Regions from separate parts of the Sus scrofa genome. Here all the other regions are linked to region 2. A link is a contact called in public HiChIP or PLAC-seq and promoter capture Hi-C data. All regions are on one chromosome and are shown on one strand. Each heading gives the region's core, a stretch centred on a gene start, on an enhancer-like site or on the middle of the called end of the contact. The rest is flanking DNA. Distances are from core to core; before and after follow the strand shown. Region 1 overlaps ALOX5 (arachidonate 5-lipoxygenase). Region 2 holds the start of PARG (poly(ADP-ribose) glycohydrolase). Region 3 holds the start of ERCC6 (DNA excision repair protein ERCC-6).

Region 1 (2,700 bases), core at 33-2,532, 380 kb after region 2:
GACGATGGCGTCGAGGTTCTTACGGAATCGGGCCATGGCCTCCTTTACAGGCTTCTCGGTGAAATGCTCCTCTGGGTACATGCCCAGGAACAGCTGAGGACCCAGACAAGCACAGAGAGACCGGTTAAGCCACCATGAGACGAGGGAACTGAAATTGTTTCACACTCAGGGCTGTGAAAGGCGGGAGAAACATCCCGTGCTATGGATGGGATTTCGGATTTCATTTGCAGAGGCCAATTCAGTCTCAACATTCTTTTTTTTTTTTTTTTTTTGTCTTTTTGCCTTTTCTAGGGCCACTCCCGCAGCATATGGAGGTTCCCAGGCTAGGGGTCGAATCAGAGCCGTAGCCACCGGCCTACACCAGGGCCACAGCAACGCAGGATCCAAGCTGCGTCTGCAACCTACACCGCAGCTCACAGCAACACTGGATCCTTAACCCACTGAGCAAGGCCAGGGATTGAACCTGCAACCTCATGGTTCCTAGTAGGATTCGTTAACCACTGAGCCACGATGGGAACGCCCGTCTCAACATTCTTTGACAAAGTAATTCCCTCTAGTCCTATTGAATACATGTGCCAAGAACCCATATACAAAGATGTTGGTGAGGGACCAACACGTTAGCAAAGGCCCCAAAACTATGCAGATGCCAACAAATGCCCATGAGCCTGGGGCTGGCTGAACTGGCCAGTCATTCTGAGCAGCTCTGAACCAAAGCCATGGGGGTTATGTCTACTGAGAGTGGCTTTGGGATTGGGTTCAGCAAGGCGTAGGTGCCTGGGAATGTCGCAAGGGATGCCCAGGAAACTTAGTCCTCACTTCTGGGGTGTCAGGAAGAAACCCACATGAAAGAGCTCGGTCACTGGCAGGGGTGGTGGGTGTGCCCTTGTGGGGAGCGTCACAGGGCAGCCCTGGCCCCTGCACTCCTGCCGGGCCAAGGACCTTGTGGGCCGCTCCAGCCTGCACGTCAGGTTTCCTGTCCAGCAGGAGTCCCAACCTGTGTCCTGAATCACAAAGCCCTGAGGCTGAGAAATAGGTTAAACCAGGGCAACCCAGTCTCACCTCGTTGTCCTGGAACTGGCTCAGCGCCCACACGGCGCCCAGATGCCAGCAGGAGCGGCCACGGTCCGGCAGCGTGTCCACGATCTGCTCGATGGTGACCACACCCTTGGCCGTTGGTGGCGGGGCACGCATGGTTGGGGGCGCATTGGGGATCCAGGAGCACCAGTCGTACTGCAGAGGCAGCCACCGACACGTGGGGGCGCCTCAGCAACGCAGCGCTGTACCACCGTCTCCTGCGTCTGCTCCCAAGCCCCTCCTCCCGCTCCAGCGGCCCCGCCCCTTCCCCCAGGCCAGCGCGGGGGAACTCGGATTAGGTTCCTGGCGCTGAGGCTGCCCGGCCTTTCTCCGCCCCTGCCTGTCTGTCTGGAGGAGGAAGAGGGGTGCCCCACCTCCCCGGGGGCCCTCAAAGGCAGTTAAGGTTGTTCCCTGTGATTCCCGCCCACAGAGCTCGCCCTGCCCTCACCCACCTGGCCGAAGTTCACGGCGCGTGCTGGGCTGAGGCGTGAAGATCACCACGGTCAGGTACTCAGTCAGCTTCTCTTTGGTCTTGATGGACTTGGGGAAGCCTAAGGCAGAGCCACAGGCTGGCTGAGGCCCTCACGTTGGAAGGGACCGGCAGACACGCAACCCCACTCCAACCAGCTCCCTGAGTTCCCCCAGTGCGTGCTGGAGGGCCCAGGCTGGGCAACCTACACTGGGAGGAACAGCCACTTGGCCCGGTGTCCCTGCTGTTTCTGATCCGGCTCTCAGGGCCCAGCACCACGTGCTGAGATGGAGGCCACCACTGCCCAAGAAAGCGGCACAGGGAAGAGCAGAAGACGGGAGGGGAGGTCCTCACCTGAGGCCTTCTTGCCTCTCATGCCATACACGTAAACGTCGTTCACGAAGTCCTGCAGCTCCTGGTCATCCTCCACCACCTTGTCGCTCTCATAGTAGATATCCACCACCTCAGCCGTGAACCTGGCCCGGGAGGAAGGCCCAGGTAGGTGTGTGTGACCCAGATGGGGTCGGCAGAGCTGTGCCCTTGGACCCTGAGGCAGGGCCCCATCAGTGACCCTGTCACCTACTCCTTAATGTCCAGACTCAGGTCCACTCCCAACCCCCACTGCCCAGGCATACCCCTGCTCCTCTATGGGTGTCCTGACAATGGAGCCAGGCCCCAGCTGTCCAGGGGGTGGGCTGGGTCCATCAATGCCACGTCCACTCCTCCTATAGGACCACCCCCCTCTTTCTGCCCAGAGCGGGTCCCACAGCCCTGGCACTCACTTCTTGATGGCCTCCCACACCAGCAGCCCGTCGTCCCGGTAGAAGTAGGTGGGAATGTCTTCTTTGCTGTCCATGCCCCGGGCCTTGATGTTCTCAGGGAAGCACAGGGAGGCATAGGTCAGGTCCTGCATGGCCCTCTGCACCATCTGCACATGCCCACCACCTCCTGTGGCATTGGCCTTAAATGGGAGGGGAGCCACAACACTGTGAGCTGAGGCCTGTTCCTCCTCTCCAGCCTTAATAGCCCTAAAGCTCAGCATGAGAAACTGTGACCAGGCAGGCAGAAGGCAAACCCATGTCCCAAGAGGCAGAGTGGTGGTGACATTTAACAAAGAGAATGCTAAGAGCAGCCCAACAAGGAGGTTACATGGAAGA
Region 2 (2,700 bases), core at 168-2,667:
TTCATTTTCCACATACCAGGGAAGGACCTTTAAAATATATACATTTTAATAAACTATATGTATTTTTGATACATATATATCTCCAATCAAGTCCAATCAGGATAAAGCTCAAACCTCTTAGCATTGCCCAATATGATCTGATCTTTGTCTACTTCTTTGCAATCCCATCTCTCACTGCTCTCTGGACAACCTACATCAGCTGCACTGTGGGATCACTTCCTTAACTTCCTCTTCATCTAAATAACTCATCACTCTTCAGTCCTCAGAATAAGATCCTCACCTTCTGGCTAGGAGATTATCTTTGACCTTCAAACTAGATCAGGCACATCTGACGTCTTATCCTAACTATCTGTCTCATATACTGGAACATCCATTACCCTTTATTATATTTACCTCTGCCATTGTCTACCTCTTCTGATAGATTTTAGGGTCTGAAAACAGACCAAGTTACCTTTGTTCACCACTGTATGTCAAAGACGGGTGTAAAGCCAGTAAGACTAAGGGCTCTCCACCCAGAGACTGAGAATTAAAACTGAGGACAGCTGTGACTTTCTTTGTAACTTTCTTTATATCTAGAGACTGAAGCTTCAGGTAAAAGATTAAACCTCCTTAACGACCAAGGCAATTCCAATTAAACCCAAGGAAAGCAAACAGGTGGAGTCTCTCGCCGCTTCCCATGCTGAGTGACTGCTTGTCAGGGGTTCTCACACCACCAATCGCCACGGGGAAAATGGGGCCCCATTCCCCGACTAGTGGCCTTGATGGCTCAGCAAGGGGACCTCAGCGTTCAGAGTGATGCATACAAGACCAGAAAATGGGGGGCTGTAGTCCCTGGGTCCTCGGAGACCAAGAAGAGCTTTGGGCCAAGGCGAAGGACAAAGAGCTTTATTTCCCCACGTACCAAGCGAGGTGGCGCTGCCTCTGTGCGGTCCCGCCCGCCCCGAGACGCAGCCTGACGAGGACGGCGGGACCCTGAACTGCACGGGAGCGTCCTTGGAATCGAGGACGCGCCTCTGCCTGCTGGGGAAGCTCCGGGCGTCCGAGGCGGCCGGCGGAGAAGTTGCAGCGGCGCCCCAGCGGGGTCGCTTGGTGCAGGGCTCACAGCCGGGGCCCGCACTCATGCTGGGACCCGCAGCGAACAGTCCCCGGGCCAGCCAGGGCGGAGAGCCTCATTCACTAACCCGGAGAGGGACGGACTGCGCCTCCTTCTCGGCGCCTCCCGGCACCATGCCCTCTCTGCTGCTGCCTGCGTCTGCAGCTGCTGTTCCGTAGGCCTCCCGAGCCAGGCCCTATCCAGTCGCCTGCCTTCCCTCTTCCACAGGCACCCCACCTGCCTCAGGATGCGCCGCTTTGATTTTCTTGCTCCGTTCACTTTCCCACCACCGGAAAGCTGCCGTCAGGCGCTTCCGGTTTCCGGGACGTACGCTGTCGCAAAGCGGAAATGTGAGGTTTAGGTGCTGCCGGCGCCCGGAAGGTCAGCGTGTGAAGGAGGTGGTGGTAACGCGGGTTTCACCCGCTGTTACAGAGGAGCAACGGCCGAGCGGACGATCCCGGCCTGAGCAGCGGGGAGAAGCAGACCGGTAGTTTGCTGCAGTACCATGGAGGGCGGTGGAGGAAGCGGCAACAAAACCACAGGGGGATTGGCCGGCTTTTTCGGAGCCGGCGGAGCTGGCTACTCGCACGCGGATCTGGCGGGAGTCCCGCGTAAGTATCGGGCCTAGCTTACGAACATTTCTGACTGGTTCTTGCCACCACGCCAAACCTGCGGCGTGCCCTGTCCTTTTTTTGCTAGCGGTCACAAGCTTCAGTAGCAATCGTGGGGTTGGTGTATCTCCGGGGCCGCTCTTTCGACATCGAACGAATTTTTGGAGCCATAGATCCGGAGAAGGTTTCTGTGGTTGTCCTGGATCATGTCAACCAGGAGATGCTGCATGTTTTCTTCCTTTTATATTCAAGCTTTCTGCCTTCTCTTTCCTCTCGCACATTCCTGTATATTGGGCCTTGTGCTTGGCTCTAGGTGAAAAAGAAAACCCCCTTCTGCAAGTAAATGCATTCCAAATACCGAGTTCATAGATAACTTTTTAGCTCAAAGTCGCATATTCTAAAACCACAAGTAGCCGTCAGGGCCACTCATGCATACAGGGGAGAAAGAAACATGATTCGAGACAACTAGGGGAACACGGAAGAGAGCTGAATTTTAAAGGTAATTTATAGACAAGAAAGAAGCCAATATGAATTTTAGGAAGGGAAATACGTACAATCGAGGGTGCTGGAAGCACGAATGCCCTGCCTGTGCGCTCCTCAGTACAAAGAATGTGTATTCTAGATCTTTGAAATTATCTAACTGGGTATTCAACTGGATGACTAGAACTTGGACCTAAAAATAGGAAGTTGGTGGAGGATAAGCGTTTTATAAAACTATTTTCTCTTTTAAGAATTTTCGTACTACTTCTTTAGGTCTTTTATGCTCAGAAACCAAAAAAGCTTTTTTTTTTTTAAACACGCTTAGAAGTTCCTAGTGTGACCTGTATCAAAACTGAATTTAGGGCGTAGTTTGTATATGATAACTTATAGAACAGAACTGTAGGGAGTTTGTGTATAATAAGTCACAGGAGCTCCGCATTTGGAGCACAAAGGGCTCTGCTTTAATGTGAAAAACCATTGTTACATTAATTGAAATTTGAAGGTAAATTAAAAGAT
Region 3 (2,700 bases), core at 141-2,640, 410 kb before region 2:
TTTACGAAATCTATACATATATACACTTGCATATATAAATATGTATTCGTATTTAAACTAAACACAGACACACACACAAATCTAATTATAATAACTGCTGTAAAAGGAAAGTACAGGATTCTGTATGACAAAATAACAGAGGAGGCTAAATGACAATGTGGAGTTAGGCATGAGGTGTAGAGGCCTCTTGATAAAGTGATATTTGACCCAGTATCTGAAGGATAAAGAGGAGTTAACAGGCCAAAAGTGAACATTTTGCAAAGAAACAGCATGTGTAATTTCTAAGGCTGGTAGGAGCTGGTGTGTTTGGAAAAATGGAAGAAGGCTGGAGCAGAAGTTTTGATTTTATTTTACATGAATATCAGAGTTAAAGGAGATAATAATGACTCCATTTATTGTGTAAATTCTACAGAATATCTTGTCACACTCTACAAGGCTTAATCATCTGAGAAAACAGCGTCTTCATTGTCCTCCTTTAAGCACTGGGGCTCTGTGGCATGCGCTGGATTCTGGTTTGGAGGTCTGGTTGTATACGTGCATACCCGGGAGGGGAAGAGGCATAAGTGAAGATGGAGGGTAGACAAGGGCCAGATCACACATGGCCTGGAAAAACGAACTTAAATTTGTCTCCAAGTGTAATGGAGTGACTCTGAAGCGTTTTAAACAGGCAGAAGACGGGCATGGCTCAATTTATATTTGTAAAAGACACCTGGGCTGCGGTATGGATAAAGGATTGGAGGAAACAGTGCAACACGGACATGTTGGGACACGTACGGATGAAAAGTGACAGGAGCCTGGAACAGGGTGACAGCAGTGAAGATGGATGCTACATAGGAAATCTTTGTTACGGCATTTCAATGCAGACTGCTCAATTTCCTTCACATACTCCCACTTTATCATACCCATGCCTGCAGTAGCTGTGACATATATACCGATTCTCTTTTCAAATAACAACGCTACTGTTTCAATCGAGATCAAAGGCCGAGCTGATTCTGCGCGTGGGGGCAGAACGCAAAGCCGAAAAGTTGACACTCACTCGCCAGTTCGCCCGCCTCACGCACACCCAAAGGTTGGGACCCCAGGTCCCCCCAGATGAGCGCGCCGCAGCGTCATTTCCGGCGCAGGTGGGCTGGCACGCAGGGCGCGCGCTCCGCCCGAGGGCCGGCTCCTGGCTGCCTGAGCGAATGGGCTCCTTCACCCCAGCCAGGAGTCAAGGAGGGGTCGGGGCCGCCTGGGGAGCCCCAGCGGGCCCCAGACGTGTCCCGACCGAGGATCAACCCGGCCGCCAGAACACTCACCCCAGGGCCGCGCGGCCACCCGTACCGACACGTAGATGCAGCGGCCGCCGCCAGCACGGTAGAACCGGACGGGGCCGGCCGCGGCGCATGCGTCTTCCGTCCGCCTTAAGCACCGCCCCCAACAGGAGCCATTGGGCTGGAGCGGCTGGGGCCTGTGGCGCATGCGCCGGCCTCTAGGGTTTATTTTGAACTGCGAGCGAAGCCACATTGTATCATGCAACCCAGCCCTTCTACGTTCTAGTAGGTTGTGAATGTTGTCTAGGCTGATGACCAGTGGTTTGTGGCCGGCGCCTTACTCGTGGTGAAAAATACCTCTCTGGGAAGACGGTTATAAGAATTAAAGGGCATGTTTCCAGAGAAAGAGAGAGGTATACGAGTGTGCGGTGCTAACGTAAGTGCTTACATTAAAACCGTGAACCCTAAAGAGAAGGTAAGCTTGGCGAAGAGAGCTGGAGAACGTTACAAGTTTTAATATCCACGCGAAGTAGACGTTGTGACCTCTCTTTGGTCATCTGGCACGGCTGTTAGCAAGTGAAGAATAGGAAGAGGACTGATTTACCTCTGTTCCCCCTCTCCATCCGCCCCGCCACACACACACAGTTGGTAGTGTGTGTGCAAGTGGGCCTACAGGAATGTCTTGATTGCATTAGAGAGTCAGTCATTTAATATTTATCCTCAGGTCAAAGAGGTGAGGACGATTTTGAGCAAGGTGAGAGTTTAGCTTAGAGCATTTGAAGAAATGAAATGTTCACGCACAGGTTCAGAACAAAGGGAGGAAATTGAGCGCCACCTGAGCAAGGAGTAACCCAGAATGGGTGACAGTTGTGCCACACAGCAACTTCTTAGCCTGGGGATTCCTGCTCCAGGAGAGGTGGATTTTCCAGGGGCCAGAGCCTTAAGTCCTTTGGGAGTGGCAGTGGTTGTGGGAGGACGTTTGAGGACTAGGTAGGGAAATGTCTTCCTCATTTTGAAGCCTGAAGGTGGACAAGAAAGGAGAGTTGGGAAGTGTACTTGATTATGCTCAGTGTATTCTCCCGTTAGCAGTGCCAACCTACATGTCTGGAGCCATTGCACAGGAAAATATAACTTGTTCTTTAAAAAGAAATAATTGTAGTGATCTCTTGAATAGAATAAAATACTGGAAACAGTAACACATTGGTAAGATATTAGTTCTAATGCTTGGCTATGAAATCAGATTCTCCCAGATATATAGTGGTTCCCAACCATTTTGAAAATGAAGTCCCCTTTTTAATGTGTACTATTTTGGTGAGCCCCTATGTATCATTCAAAATTTGGACAAGATGCAGGTGGTACACTGAGACTGGGTAGTTGAGGAAAATTTATAATGTTTACAAAGGTGTAGGCAGGGTTTAGGAAAACAACTAAGGATGGCATAGTAACC

The links. Promoter capture Hi-C pulls out the DNA fragments that hold promoters and counts their contacts. HiChIP or PLAC-seq counts read pairs in DNA pulled down with a chosen protein or histone mark.
Region 1: a promoter capture Hi-C map of fetal liver shows a contact between it and region 2, with 3 times the contacts expected there. The contact joins the enhancer-like site here to the promoter of PARG in region 2. A contact is called at or near these places in 2 of 5 promoter capture datasets (fetal liver and liver), 6 of 47 Hi-C or Micro-C datasets (alveolar macrophages, blood, embryonic fibroblasts and 3 more) and 2 of 2 datasets of contacts at active chromatin or transcription factors (alveolar macrophages and skeletal muscle).
Region 3: a contact with region 2 is called in an H3K27ac HiChIP or PLAC-seq map of alveolar macrophages. The contact joins the promoter of ERCC6 here to the promoter of PARG in region 2. A contact is called at or near these places in 1 of 5 promoter capture datasets (fetal liver) and 1 of 2 datasets of contacts at active chromatin or transcription factors (alveolar macrophages).

The regions. Positions count from the first base shown.
Region 1 is chr14:90,859,794-90,862,493 of Sscrofa11.1, forward strand. It overlaps ALOX5 (arachidonate 5-lipoxygenase), which reads right to left. Exons shown (of 15, transcript XM_021072736.1): 10 at 2,326-2,504; 11 at 1,898-2,019; 12 at 1,550-1,625; 13 at 1,527-1,548; 14 at 1,060-1,230; 15 at 1-93. Among named protein-coding and RNA genes, the nearest start is that of ALOX5, 46 kb to the right of the region's middle. Within about 2 kb of position 1,283, at least 23 of the 83 cell types and tissues checked have an H3K27ac peak or open chromatin away from gene starts, as enhancers often do. A contact at or near this core is called in fetal liver, liver and subcutaneous adipose tissue, where this site is marked.
Region 2 is chr14:90,479,598-90,482,297 of Sscrofa11.1, forward strand. It overlaps PARG (poly(ADP-ribose) glycohydrolase), which reads right to left and starts at 1,418. Exons shown (of 18, transcript XM_005671222.3): 1 at 1,331-1,418. LOC100157391 (mitochondrial import inner membrane translocase subunit Tim23) reads left to right here and starts at 1,358. Exons shown (of 7, transcript XM_001926555.6): 1 at 1,358-1,704. The coding sequence starts at 1,599.
Region 3 is chr14:90,074,521-90,077,220 of Sscrofa11.1, forward strand. It overlaps ERCC6 (DNA excision repair protein ERCC-6), which reads right to left and starts at 1,391. Exons shown (of 23, transcript XM_021073703.1): 1 at 1,299-1,391.